2 separate regions of the Gossypium hirsutum genome follow, and region 1 is linked to region 2. Evidence: chromatin contacts called from public Hi-C data. All regions are on one chromosome and are shown on one strand. The core of a region is the stretch at or near the end of the contact, and the rest is flanking DNA. Distances in the headings are between cores, read along the strand shown.

Region 1 (5,705 bases), core at 610-3,109, 170 kb after region 2:
ATTTCAATATACACCTAAAATTGAATTTCAAAGGTGATGATGATGTAATGGGACTGTTAAATTGAAACTTAGAAGGATGAATATAATCTAAAATCGTGTGTGGAAGAGGAAGGGTGATGCATGCGACGGTTGTGATTTAGATGTTGCATCATTTTTATTTTCTTCCATCAATGCCATCATCATCTTAACTTGAAAGGCATGCAACACTTTAGTTGGTTTCTTTTGATTTTCGCCTACCTTTTATTTTTTTAAAATAATTAATTTTAACATTTCTTCCTTTTTCCTTCTTTGATAAACGAATGAGATATTTTCCCTCCCACTTGTATGTCTGTTTTTGTTTTTGTTTTCTTTTGGGACTTTGCATTGGCTCCAACGTAACTCATTGGGAGCTTATGACCGTTACCATTGGAGTGCAAGTAACAAGAATTACATGCATATATATATATATATATATGCTTATTCAATGATTGGGTTATACGTAGAAGCTCAAATTTTTGTTTTTGAGCAAAAAATAATTTTTTTCTGTTAAATTAGTCATATATATATATAAAGTTTATTGGCTAAATATGTCGATTTTTTTTTTTTAAAAGTGAGAAATTGCATCTAGTTAAGAAATTGAACTTGAGTATAAAGAATGAAATTATTATTATTTAACCGTTTAACCAAATAAGTTAATATGTTAAAAACATTAATTAAAAATATAAAAAACTTTTAAAAAAAAGAAAAAAAATATAAATGTAGGTGGGAGAAGAATCAAACTTGAAACTTAATGAATAACATTTAATCATTTCACCAAAGAATTTGATTATATTAAAAAAGTTAAAAAAATGTAACTTAAAGGTAAAACACGTCCAGTTGGAGCGTTTTTTTACTTTCTCTCAAAAAACAGTCTATTTCCCTAAATTTTCAAAATATCAACTTATTTAGTTAAAGAAATTTTTTTTTGACATATATGACTTATTTAGCTTCTGTTTTCAAACTTGACTCCACATTTAAGACTTGAGTTTTATTTATTTTTTAAAAATTATGTCATATTATTTTATTTTATATATATAATATATTTTATATCACATAAAAAATAAAAATTTATAAAAATATATAATACTATGATATAAACAATATACTAATTTGTTTATATGTAAAGTTTTAAATATATATATATTAAAATGTGAAATATTAAATTAAAATTATTTTTTTTTGTAAATTTTGTTTTTTTCTTTCCCTAAATATAAATAGACCTATATGTTAATATGAGCCTCAATCCGACCACATCCATACATAGAAAGGAAATATGCTGATAGACTCGGATAAATAATCTATCATTTAAGCAAAGGGAAAAGAAAGGAAGCATCCCTTCCCCTTTAATTCCCGGCTCTTTTCAAGTATATAATATTAATCGGCAAAAGAAAAGAAATACGACAATGGTTACAATATTAATGGTGACTTAAAAAGTGATTATTAGGTTAGTGGGAAAAAAAGTAATAATTGGGGATATTAGGAAAATCATAGTCATCCAACCAAAAGCAAAAACAAAGAGAAGAAAAAGGGGAAGCTAGGAATCATGTTTAAAATGGTGGAAAAATTGCTAAATGTGGAGAGAGATGGGGTTATTTGAAGTTTGAAGGGATCCATGTCTTTTTTATTTGAGATAAGGGATCCATGTCTTAATAAAGAGTTGGCAAAACATCAAAAGCAAAGTAAAACCAATTGATATTTTTAAAAAAATGAGTGCTAATCATCCAAATTTTAAAGATGAAAATGGAGAGTGATTATGAGTTTTTACAATGAACATTTTAGACCATGAATATTTGAAGTCCACTTCATTTATGAGTTTTTGACAATGATCACTATTACAATTTAATAACTTTAATTTTATTTATGCATTTAAAACCCTTTTTTTCGTGTATTAAATAAAGATATTAAACTGCTTCACAGAGAGAGAGAGAATATCGTCTCTTTCATCCACAAGTCAGAAATTTTCATGTTCTCAAAAGAGAAAAACTGGAAGCGAGGGTCTAACAAAGAAATTAAGCTTTAAATGCGAGTTGGTTCATTTCCTTTCTCTTCTTATCTCTTAAGCACTAAGCCAGGGATTTAAATTGCGGTCGCGGTCGTGTTTTCGGTCGCATTGCGTTTATCGCGGTTGCGGACATAACGAATGCTATTGCGGTCATTGTAGGTATCGCGGTCGTAAATTTTACATTACTTATTGTGTATTGCAGATATAGTGGGTTTCGGCAGTAGCGGTTTCGGATGGTGCCGTTACCGCTATATAACGGCCGCTATTTCGATAACGGACCGCTATTTAAATCCCTGCACTAAGCATACATACCCTTTCTCTCTTCTTTTTCTTTAATTCCCTTATATATATATAAGCTTTCTTCGTTCTTAAATCCTGTACTTGTAGATCACCCATAACCGGTCTCATTTTCCAACAATCACCCAAATCCAAGGGAAGTGAAAAAAAAAAAGAGAGAAAAAGAATGGAATTTCATGAATACCAAATTCGTTTTTCGAGGCCTCCACCTTCCTTCTTTGGGGATTTCCTTGAAAAGCTTAAAGATTTTTGCAATTTCGCCTTTTCCGCCATTATTGGCAACATTTTCTCTGCGATCTTAACCTTCTTCTTTGCATTAGGTTCGTTTCTTTCTCTCGTCTCGAAGCGTTTCAATTTCTCGTTGTAGATCTAATTTATATGTAAATATTGTTTCATTCAAGCCATTTGATTATTGATCTATTCATGGCCTTTGATGTCGGTTTTGCAATAAATTGATATATATATATTACTTTGATGTTATTATTTCATGTTGCTGTTTTGTTGGATTGCGATACTATGAGAATATCTTGCGTGCAGACAAAGCAGTTTGGATTAATTTGTCTTACATTTATTTCTAAAATACACCTAGAATTAATGACTTTTTGTTTGGTTTCTTAGAATTAATGCTTGATACTAAGCTTAACCATCATGTACTCAAGTATTGGGAATGAGATTGACATTGTTTGTGTGCAGTGGGCACCCTGTTAGGTGCCATGACGGGGGCTTTGATAGGACAAGAGACCGAGAGTGGGTTCGTTCGAGGCGCCGCAGTTGGGCTATATCTGGAGCTGTTTTTTCAATCGAAGTTTTCGAATCTTCTCTTGTTCTTTGGCAATCAGATGAATCCGGGATCGGATGCTTGTTGTATTTGGTGAGCACTTTTGTTTATTCACCTGATTTTACAGTTTTGTTTTGGTTTGATTTGTGCTTTCTATGTCAATGAAAAGAGGGATATAAAACACAACTCTTGGACTTGGTTTATCTAAATTGATGAGTTTGTGATAAAATAATTTTGCAGATTGATGTCATTGCAAGCCTTCTAAGTGGGAGGCTTGTCCGAGAACGAATTGGTCCGGCGATGCTGAGTGCAGTCCAAAGTCAGGTAATATGCTGAGGAGTTTGGTTTGTGTGCCACAACTTGATGGTTCCATCAATCAGCCATTTGCTAATGATTTCAGTTTCTGTTATCAGATGGGAGCTTCTGAAACACCTTTTGAGGAGGTTCAGAACATCTTCGACACTGGTGGTGTTAAAGGATTGGCTGGAGATTTGGTTGAAAAAATCCCAAAGATCATAATCACTAAAAATAACAATGTCGATGCTTCTGGGGAGAAAGTCTCCTGTACAGTTTGCCTTCAGGTCCAACCATATATATTTTTTCGATTTTTGAACTAGTAACATCAAAGAAGCTTGTCTGGTTGACGTCTGGTGTTTCATTTTATCTTTATGCAGGACTTTCAGCTCGGAGAAACGGTTAGGAGCTTGCCGCAGTGCCATCACATGTTCCACCTTCCTTGCATAGATAAGTGGCTTGTTAGTCATGCTTCTTGTCCATTATGCAGAAGGGATCTGTAATGTTAATTTTTGTAAATTATACCACTAGATGAGTTATTTATGTTTTTTGTTTTTACTGCTGTTACTTACCTGGGCTGCTTGTATTTATTCATCGAATCAAATGCTTTGCCTACTCTGTCTGCCTACGTTATATCGCAGAATCAAACATTGTAATTCAATTAGCCCTTTGTATAAAGCTTTTGATTTACACTTTTTCAAACTTTTAATTGCCTATCTTGATATTGACTCTTGTGCTTTCAATAAATGACTCTTGTATATTGAATTATATTCATGGTAGAAACTTCCCAGCAACTTAGAACACGTTTCATCAAGAGACTTAAAACAATAGGTCAGTATTTTTTATGGTTCTTCGCTTCCGAATAAACATGGATTTGATTGTTTTGATGGACATATTGCAACCTGAAATAGTTGATAAAGCAGGTGAAAATGATACATGACCAAGTTCACATGATGAGGTTCCAAATCTGGTCTTGAACCATGTGATGAGGTTCACATGATTCATTTTCAAATATAGTCTTAGGGGCCATAAATATACATGTATAATTAGCAGTCAAAGTTCATGACTCATCATGAGAGCTATATGAACACTATTTTGTCTCATGAAGAGATTGAAAAAGGAATGGTTTCACTTAAGAACTCGGGGTTGTTTTTGCTAACCCATCCATCACCAAACTTTTGATTGTAAAAAATCTTTATTTAATTGTCAACAGATGCTTTTAAAGAGTCAAATGTAGCCCAAGTTGTAAGGTAAAGCGATAGTTAAGCTTAAGAGAATTGTTTCAAAATTACTACAATAAAATTTCACTTTCCGACTTAACAACCACAATCTGATCCACATAGCTCATCCTGTGAGCTTATCAACAAAAGAGAAATGGCCTAAAACGTATCAACAACAAAACCTGGCGATTGAAAATGAAGTCAACAATCACAAAAGGACATGGAATTACTTGATCAACTTGTTTTAATATTCCATGGTCTACTACTTAATTGGGCTAAATAATTTCTTTTAAATGTGGTCCTCGCTAATCCTCTTTATTTGCATCTGCATGAAAGAGGTGATGCAAGTCATTGATTTTCCTTGTCTCATCTCATCTGAGGTTCTGGCCTTAAGAACATGGAGATTCTTTTCTATGCCCCTTTATTATTTCTTTTCTCCAGAAATGGCATGAGATTTTTTTTATTGTCTTCTTTTGGCTTATGTGCCGTCTCTCAATAGAAGAACCAGTCCATGAATGCAGTTTTTAATTTTTTTAATAATTTTTTTATATTTCTTAATGATTTATATATAATGTGTTTATAGTTATCTAAAGGACAGACAAAACCATTTCTCCATGTTTTTCTTAGATGCAAATTTTTAAATAATTATTTGTTTTTAGGATGTTTTTAAACATTTTTTAACTTGACAACAATACCAAGTTAGTATAATACACATGGCCACCACATGTTGTGTCCGATTGGTCTATCAACTATATCAACAAAACTTAATAATCAAACTTGATCAACGTTAATTCAATATGTAGGGTTTCAATTGGGAATAAAATTTTCATAAGTGCTTACTTGAATTTTCTTTAAAATTTTTTGTTGAGAGCTTTTTTTTAACATCCTTTTCAATTTTGTGAAATTAATTTCTAAAATATGCTTTTTAAGTCTTTGTACCCTTTATGCATTTGAAATTTAGTCCCTCTAATTTTATTTATAGGAATTTAGTCTTTTACTTTTTCAAATCTTAAAATTTAAGTTCAATTGTTAACACCATTAAATATCCTCTATTAAATTTACTGATGTACATTTCAAAATGAAAGAAATACTCACT
Region 2 (6,189 bases), core at 234-2,733:
AAATAATTTTTTTTTAGTTTAGACTTAAAACTTGATATATATTTATTGAAAGCAAAAACTTGATATATAAAAATATATATATATCAAAGATATTTTTGTAAATATTTCGAAGCGGTGCGGGGGGTGGATTTACCTCAAACTTGACCCAACTATTTTTCTAATTTCAACCCGATTTTTCAAAAAAAATCCCCTAATGAATTGGTTTGAGTCAGAACCTCTCGGATTTTGATTTTTTTTATTTTTTGACTATCCCTAACTCTTGGAAGTATATGGATCATCTCAATTCTACTTATGATTGAAGTTATAAAATATGTAATATACTAATACAATATCATTTTTTTTAATGCTATACTAAAATGATGTTAGTACGGAAAGATTTTTTTCATAATACGTAAATTAAGTCAACATAATATAAAATTTATAATACTTAACCTTTATAATTTATAAAATAAATTATCCAAAACTTTCATAATACTTTTTATAAATAATATAACTTTTTACCGTTACTTTAAAAGTTACTTTTACAAATAAGTTATAATAAAAAACTATAATTTTTTTAATAAATAGTCTATTATTTTTATAATATATAACATCCACGTATAAATAAGTTATGTCCATAATTGATCATAAATTTTTATAAATAAATATATTATAAAACATTTATAACCTGTTATAACTTTTTTTTAATAATATATATTTTTGTTATAACTTATAAAATGCATAAATTATTTTTATAATATAATTTTTTACGATTTATAATATAAGAAATTTTTTGTCATAACTATCCCAAAACACTCATACATGTTACGTTTATAATATAATTTTATAATTTGTATAGAAATAGTTTTTTTTAATTTGGGCTTGGGTGTAAATACATATGTAATTATTCAAATTCTCACCTTACTCTAAAAATTAGAAAGTATATTTGAGTGTTTCAATTACACTCAATTCGTGAGACTCGTCAATTACAATAGTTACCAAACATACCACCAATGTGTAATTATAAACAATTACATCTAAATTCAATTACTAGGTAATTTTCTAAATACCACCTTATTATTTAAAACTTTAAAATAAATTTTATAATTTAATGAATCATTTTAAATAAATATTTTAAATATATTAAAAATTTATTTATATAAATTTAATTTAATAACTCTGTTTTGTTTTTTCACTCACTCACTCACTCTTATCTTTGCATTTGAAATTAACTCATATTTTTGTTTTTTAAGCAATTTATTTTGATTATATCTAGAATTACCCTTAATCTCTCTCAACATATAAATAGAAATAGGAGATTTTAACGTAATCGAACGCATACTCATATATTAATAATACTTATATCAATTGAGTTAAAACTGAATAATCATAATAATCCATAATTTTATTTTAATATCAAATCTTAGGCTACCTCAATAATTTCACCGTCACCGTCTCGCCGTCCTTTTCCATTGAAAAAGAAGCTGACCTGGGCCTTCAAGTCTGCGATATGGGCTTCCTACCCAGTAGTATTCAGGTTATGATTGCCGTTAAGCTCTGAACTCTTAAAATTGTTGGGTTTCAAAGCTCAAAACTTCTTTTGATATTCGATTCTTCGAAAGAAAGAAAGTGAGGGCAGGTCTCCGATTTCCACTCCAGGTGAAGAACTACTCCACCATTCCTTCGATTTTATTTTTCTTCAATAATAGTACTCATCGTCGATTACCGGTTGTAACAAAGCTTGAGTTCAGAACAACATTGGATTCAATGAAGAAGTCGCCGTTGCCATTGCAAAACCTTGGCGCCAAAGACAAGCGGCGCAAATGTGGAAGAGACGCTTTGGTTAAGCTCCTGAGATGGAATTTCGGTCATCCTGATTTCAGAGGGAATCAGTTGGAAGCCATTGAGGCCATTTTATCAGGTATATTTTGAACGTAAATTTTCATCAAGATCGTTTTTTTTTTTCAAAATTTTGTTGAATTTAGCCCATTCCTTTTTATTTCAGGGAGAGATTGTTTTTGTCTAATGCCAACGGGGGGAGGAAAATCAATGTGTTATCAAATCCCTGCTTTGGCTAAAACGGGAATTGTGCTCGTCATTTCTCCGTTAATAGGTGGATGTATCTCTTCCATTTTATTTTATTTTTTTAACTTTTACTTATTGAAAGGTTTCTTAACCTTTTTTTTAACTATTCACTGGTTTTAAACCGGAAGGACATTGCACTTAACTGGTACATTTGTTCCTCCAATTTAATCCGCAGCCTTGATGGTAAGTATATCGCATGGCAGCTTCCTTCTAGTATAATAATTTTTTTCTCCCACATTTTTTAAAATTTTTTTTGGAATTTATTTACTATTTAGGAAAACCAAGTAATGGCATTGAAGGAGAAAGGAATTGCGGCTGAGTTTCTCTCTTCAACTCAAACGTCGCAGCTGAGGAATAAGGTAATCTAAGTTATGGCACTGACTGTTAAGCTTGAGCTTCGTTTGTTACTAGGAAACCATATGTCCCATCGTGGCCCTTGGGCTATTATTATTTGCCCTTAATAGCAAATTTTGGTTTTATTCGTTGTAATGGATGAGATCAGTTGAAATGAACATGTTATTGTATTCTTTTTGATGTTTCTGTTTTAATTATCAGATTCATGAAGATCTTGATCGTGGACAACCATCTATTCGCTTGCTTTATGTGACACCGGAGCTGATTGCCACTTCAGGATTTATGTCAAAGCTTAAAAAGATTCATGGTAGAGGATTGTTAAATCTCATTGCAGTAGATGAGGTGTGATTTGCATGAACTAGTATTGACCAATGACTTTAGTCTGGAAATTTGCAGCTTTTTTGACGAGAAGTTTTAAGACATTAAGTCTCTGCCTAAAATTTTGCTTCTTTTGTGAAAATTGCAGGCACATTGCATCTCATCATGGGGTCATGATTTCAGGTTTGTGATCACTCCCACCAAAAGGAAAGAAATTTGAGTATGTTCTTTTAGTTCTATGCCAAATTACTGTAAAAGACAACAATTAGTATTCAGCCTGAATTTAGGCTTTCACTTTTCATATGTAGCCTATGTCTGACGTGTTCATGTTTGAACGTAATTTTATTTGCTGAGGTGTATCCAACTCTTGTTCTTTTCATATGTAATAACCTATGCATATGTTTTTTCTGCATATACACCCATTTGAGGACTATTTTATTGCTAAAACTCTTACATGAAGGTTTCTGATCTTTTTTTTTTTTTTCTCTTTTCTTGCTGGTGTATTATTGTAGGCCTAGCTATCGGAAGCTTTCATCTTTGAGGAACCAACTACAAGATGTACCAATATTGGCTTTGACTGCCACTGCTGTTCCTAAGTGAGTGTGGTAATATACTTTTTGCTTTCATAAGGGAGAATATCATGTTCCAATAGTCTAGGAGATTTTTCTCGTGAGGTAAATTGCCAGAACCAATTTACAAAATAATTTGGTCTTTTTCTTTTTCATTTTGCAGAGTACAGAAGGATGTCATAGATTCCTTAAATTTGCAAAATCCTTTAGTCCTTAAATCATCTTTCAACCGTCCAAATATATATTATGAAGGTAAGTAGTAAGCTTGTACTGATGATGCTAGTGACAAGTACTAAGCAATAGGCATATAGTTCACATTTTTCCTTGCAAATTTTTTTTTTTTTGTTGTATATGTTGATATTTGATTTGGTTTGAGTTTTCTTGTTATTGCTCTTCACATAGAGAACCATATTTAATTATTGTGCATCTAAGATGATTACCCAAAAGTGCAGTTCGATATAAAGATCTTATGGATGATGCTTATGCTGACTTGTGTGATGTGCTCAAATCTGCTGGAGATGTCTGTGCAATTGTTTACTGCCTTGAACGAACAACTTGTGATGACTTGTCCACTTATCTTTCCAAAAATGGGATTTCCTGTGCTGGTAACTGATGCTTCTTTATTCCCAACCTTCATTGTAGACCTATATCATATGGTAGGTTTTACTTTTACATTTCTTTTTCAGCCTATCATGCAGGGTTAAATAATAAACTGCGGAGCTCTGTCTTAGATGATTGGATTTGTTCCAAGATACAGGTTGTTGTGGCCACGGTAGCTTTTGGGTATGATTAACCAAAACGTTTACTTAACATTGAACTTGCTCTGATCTTCTCCTACTGGATTATATTAAAAGTGAACTATCACATATTTTGTCTTTGATGTACTAGTCTGTTTATCTACGAAACAATGTGAATAGTATAGTTTAAATAATAATAGTGAACTTAGGTTGTAAATAAGAACACTCATGTCAAGAAACTGGCAATGGATACTCAGAGGGAGGCATTCTTAAATTTAGAATGCCTTTCTATTTCACTTCTAATTACCTGCACTGCAACTTACTTGAGATTGTAATGAAGTCCTTCATTTCTTTTTATTTTATAGTTTAAGCTATAATAATGAACTTAGGTAGTAACCAAGAAATCCTATGTCAAGAAACTGGCAATAGATATTCAGAGGAAAGCATTCTTAAAGATAGTGTACCTTTCTTTTTCACTTCTAATTACCTGCACTGCAACTTACCTGAGATTGTGATGAATTCCTTCTTTTCTTTTTGGTTTATGCTCGGGGCTGATCTCTATGCGCATGGTTATTCAAATGGTTCGTTTTCTTTCAGAATGGTAAGCTAATATATTACTAATTTTTTCATTGAACAATGAAGACATCTCTTTAAAATTTTGACTGTTGCACTATTGTGGGAACTGATGAATATCATTTGCCTCTAATATCTTGGGGTCGATATTTCTAGGGTATAGACAGAAAGGATGTTAGAATAGTTTGCCATTTTAATATCCCGAAGTCAATGGAAGCCTTCTATCAAGAGTCGGGTAGAGCTGGTCGTGACCAGTTGCCTTCTAGAAGCTTGTTGTACTATGGAGTGGATGATCGAAAAAGGATGGTTGGTCACCATTTCAAACCGTGTAATCATGATAGCTCTCGCTTTGCATGCTTTTATCTTGAATTGATCTGTTTATTGGACTACTTGGCAGGAATTTATTCTTAGCATTGCTGAGAGCAAGAAATTGCAATCATCAGATTCAGAACATGGATTGTCAAAGAAGTCCACGTCTGATTTTAATCTGGTCAGTAGAAGTCCTGTTGGTACAATGTGAACTCTCCTTGCTACTCTTTTTTCATGAAGTGCATAAAACATGCAGATGGTTGAATATTGCGAGGGTTTTGGATGCCGTAGGAAAAAGATTCTTGAGAGCTTTGGAGAAGAGGTAATGGAATTTGTGGTAAAGCATGATCTGTTTATGCAGTAGTTGGCTGCTTTTACCTGATCATCATTGATCCAAAACTACTTATGTATCCTGGCTAAAAAGGTTTCTGCATCACTGTGTAAAAAATCATGCGATGCCTGCAAACATCCAAACCTTGTGGCCAAGTATCTGGAAGAGCTAACAACTGCTATTGCTGTCCGCCAGAGAAATGGTTTCTCAAAAATCTTGAGCAGGTATGGTTTTAACCTTGTTTTAGTGAAAGGGATGACATGTTTTCTCCCTTATTATATTAAGTATGCTTGCAATCAATTATTGAAAACTTTTTCTACATCACCTTAAATTTGGCAGTCATAGAGTCTTTAAACATGACCAACCAAGGCTGTACAAGCAATCTGTAGGCAGTTTTGCTCCATCTTAAGGACACTGAATTACTCATGATTTTTTTTTCCTTGAGCATATTTAAACAATCATCCCAGAATTCATTCTTTGTAGTTTTAGTTAAGTGAGTGCAATGCATCAGTGTTTTCTAATATAACTAATTTTTAATGCTTGTGATATGAGCTACTAATGTTAGTAGCTTTGGTGATTGAAAGTGGCATAATGTATGGAGAATAAAGACTTTTTTGATGACCTAGCTCCCAAGTAAATGTGTAAACTGTCAGTAGTACAGTGCTTATGAGTTTATCCATGCTTGTGTTTATTCAGCTCCACAGATGCCTTTGAAAATGAAAATTTCTCAGAATTCTGGAACCGTAATGATGAGGCAAGTGGCTCTGAGGAAGATATATCTGATTCGGAAGGTAAGTGAATTTGTATTAAATGTCAGCATTCATTTAGGGGTTTGGGTTTCCTCCAATGAAGGGGTAAAGAAACAAAAGGCAATATTGAACTTTTTTATTAATTTACTTGTTTAATCTTTTAAATTTCCAGATGGGTTTGAGGT

Evidence for each region. A called contact is a pair of places that touch in the nucleus more often than the background predicts.
Region 1: a Hi-C map of leaf shows a contact between it and region 2, with 2.4 times the contacts expected there. The contact joins the promoter of LOC107895614 here to the promoter of LOC107895547 in region 2. A contact is called at or near these places in 8 of 34 Hi-C or Micro-C datasets (callus, hypocotyl, leaf and 1 more).

What each region holds. Positions count from the first base shown.
Region 1 is chrA11:24,122,182-24,127,886 of Gossypium_hirsutum_v2.1, forward strand. LOC107895614 (NEP1-interacting protein 1) reads left to right here and starts at 1,860. Exons shown (of 6, transcript XM_041081411.1): 1 at 1,860-2,637; 2 at 3,011-3,091; 3 at 3,094-3,188; 4 at 3,336-3,419; 5 at 3,509-3,676; 6 at 3,770-4,091. The coding sequence starts at 2,484. The coding sequence ends at 3,892.
Region 2 is chrA11:23,949,485-23,955,673 of Gossypium_hirsutum_v2.1, forward strand. LOC107895547 (ATP-dependent DNA helicase Q-like 3) reads left to right here and starts at 1,484. Exons shown (of 20, transcript XM_016820812.2): 1 at 1,484-1,638; 2 at 1,720-1,900; 3 at 1,985-2,092; 4 at 2,240-2,247; 5 at 2,340-2,423; 6 at 2,620-2,760; 7 at 2,885-2,919; 8 at 3,249-3,332; 9 at 3,469-3,557; 10 at 3,758-3,910; 11 at 3,992-4,088; 12 at 4,640-4,643; 13 at 4,772-4,921; 14 at 5,013-5,105; 4 more. The coding sequence starts at 1,747.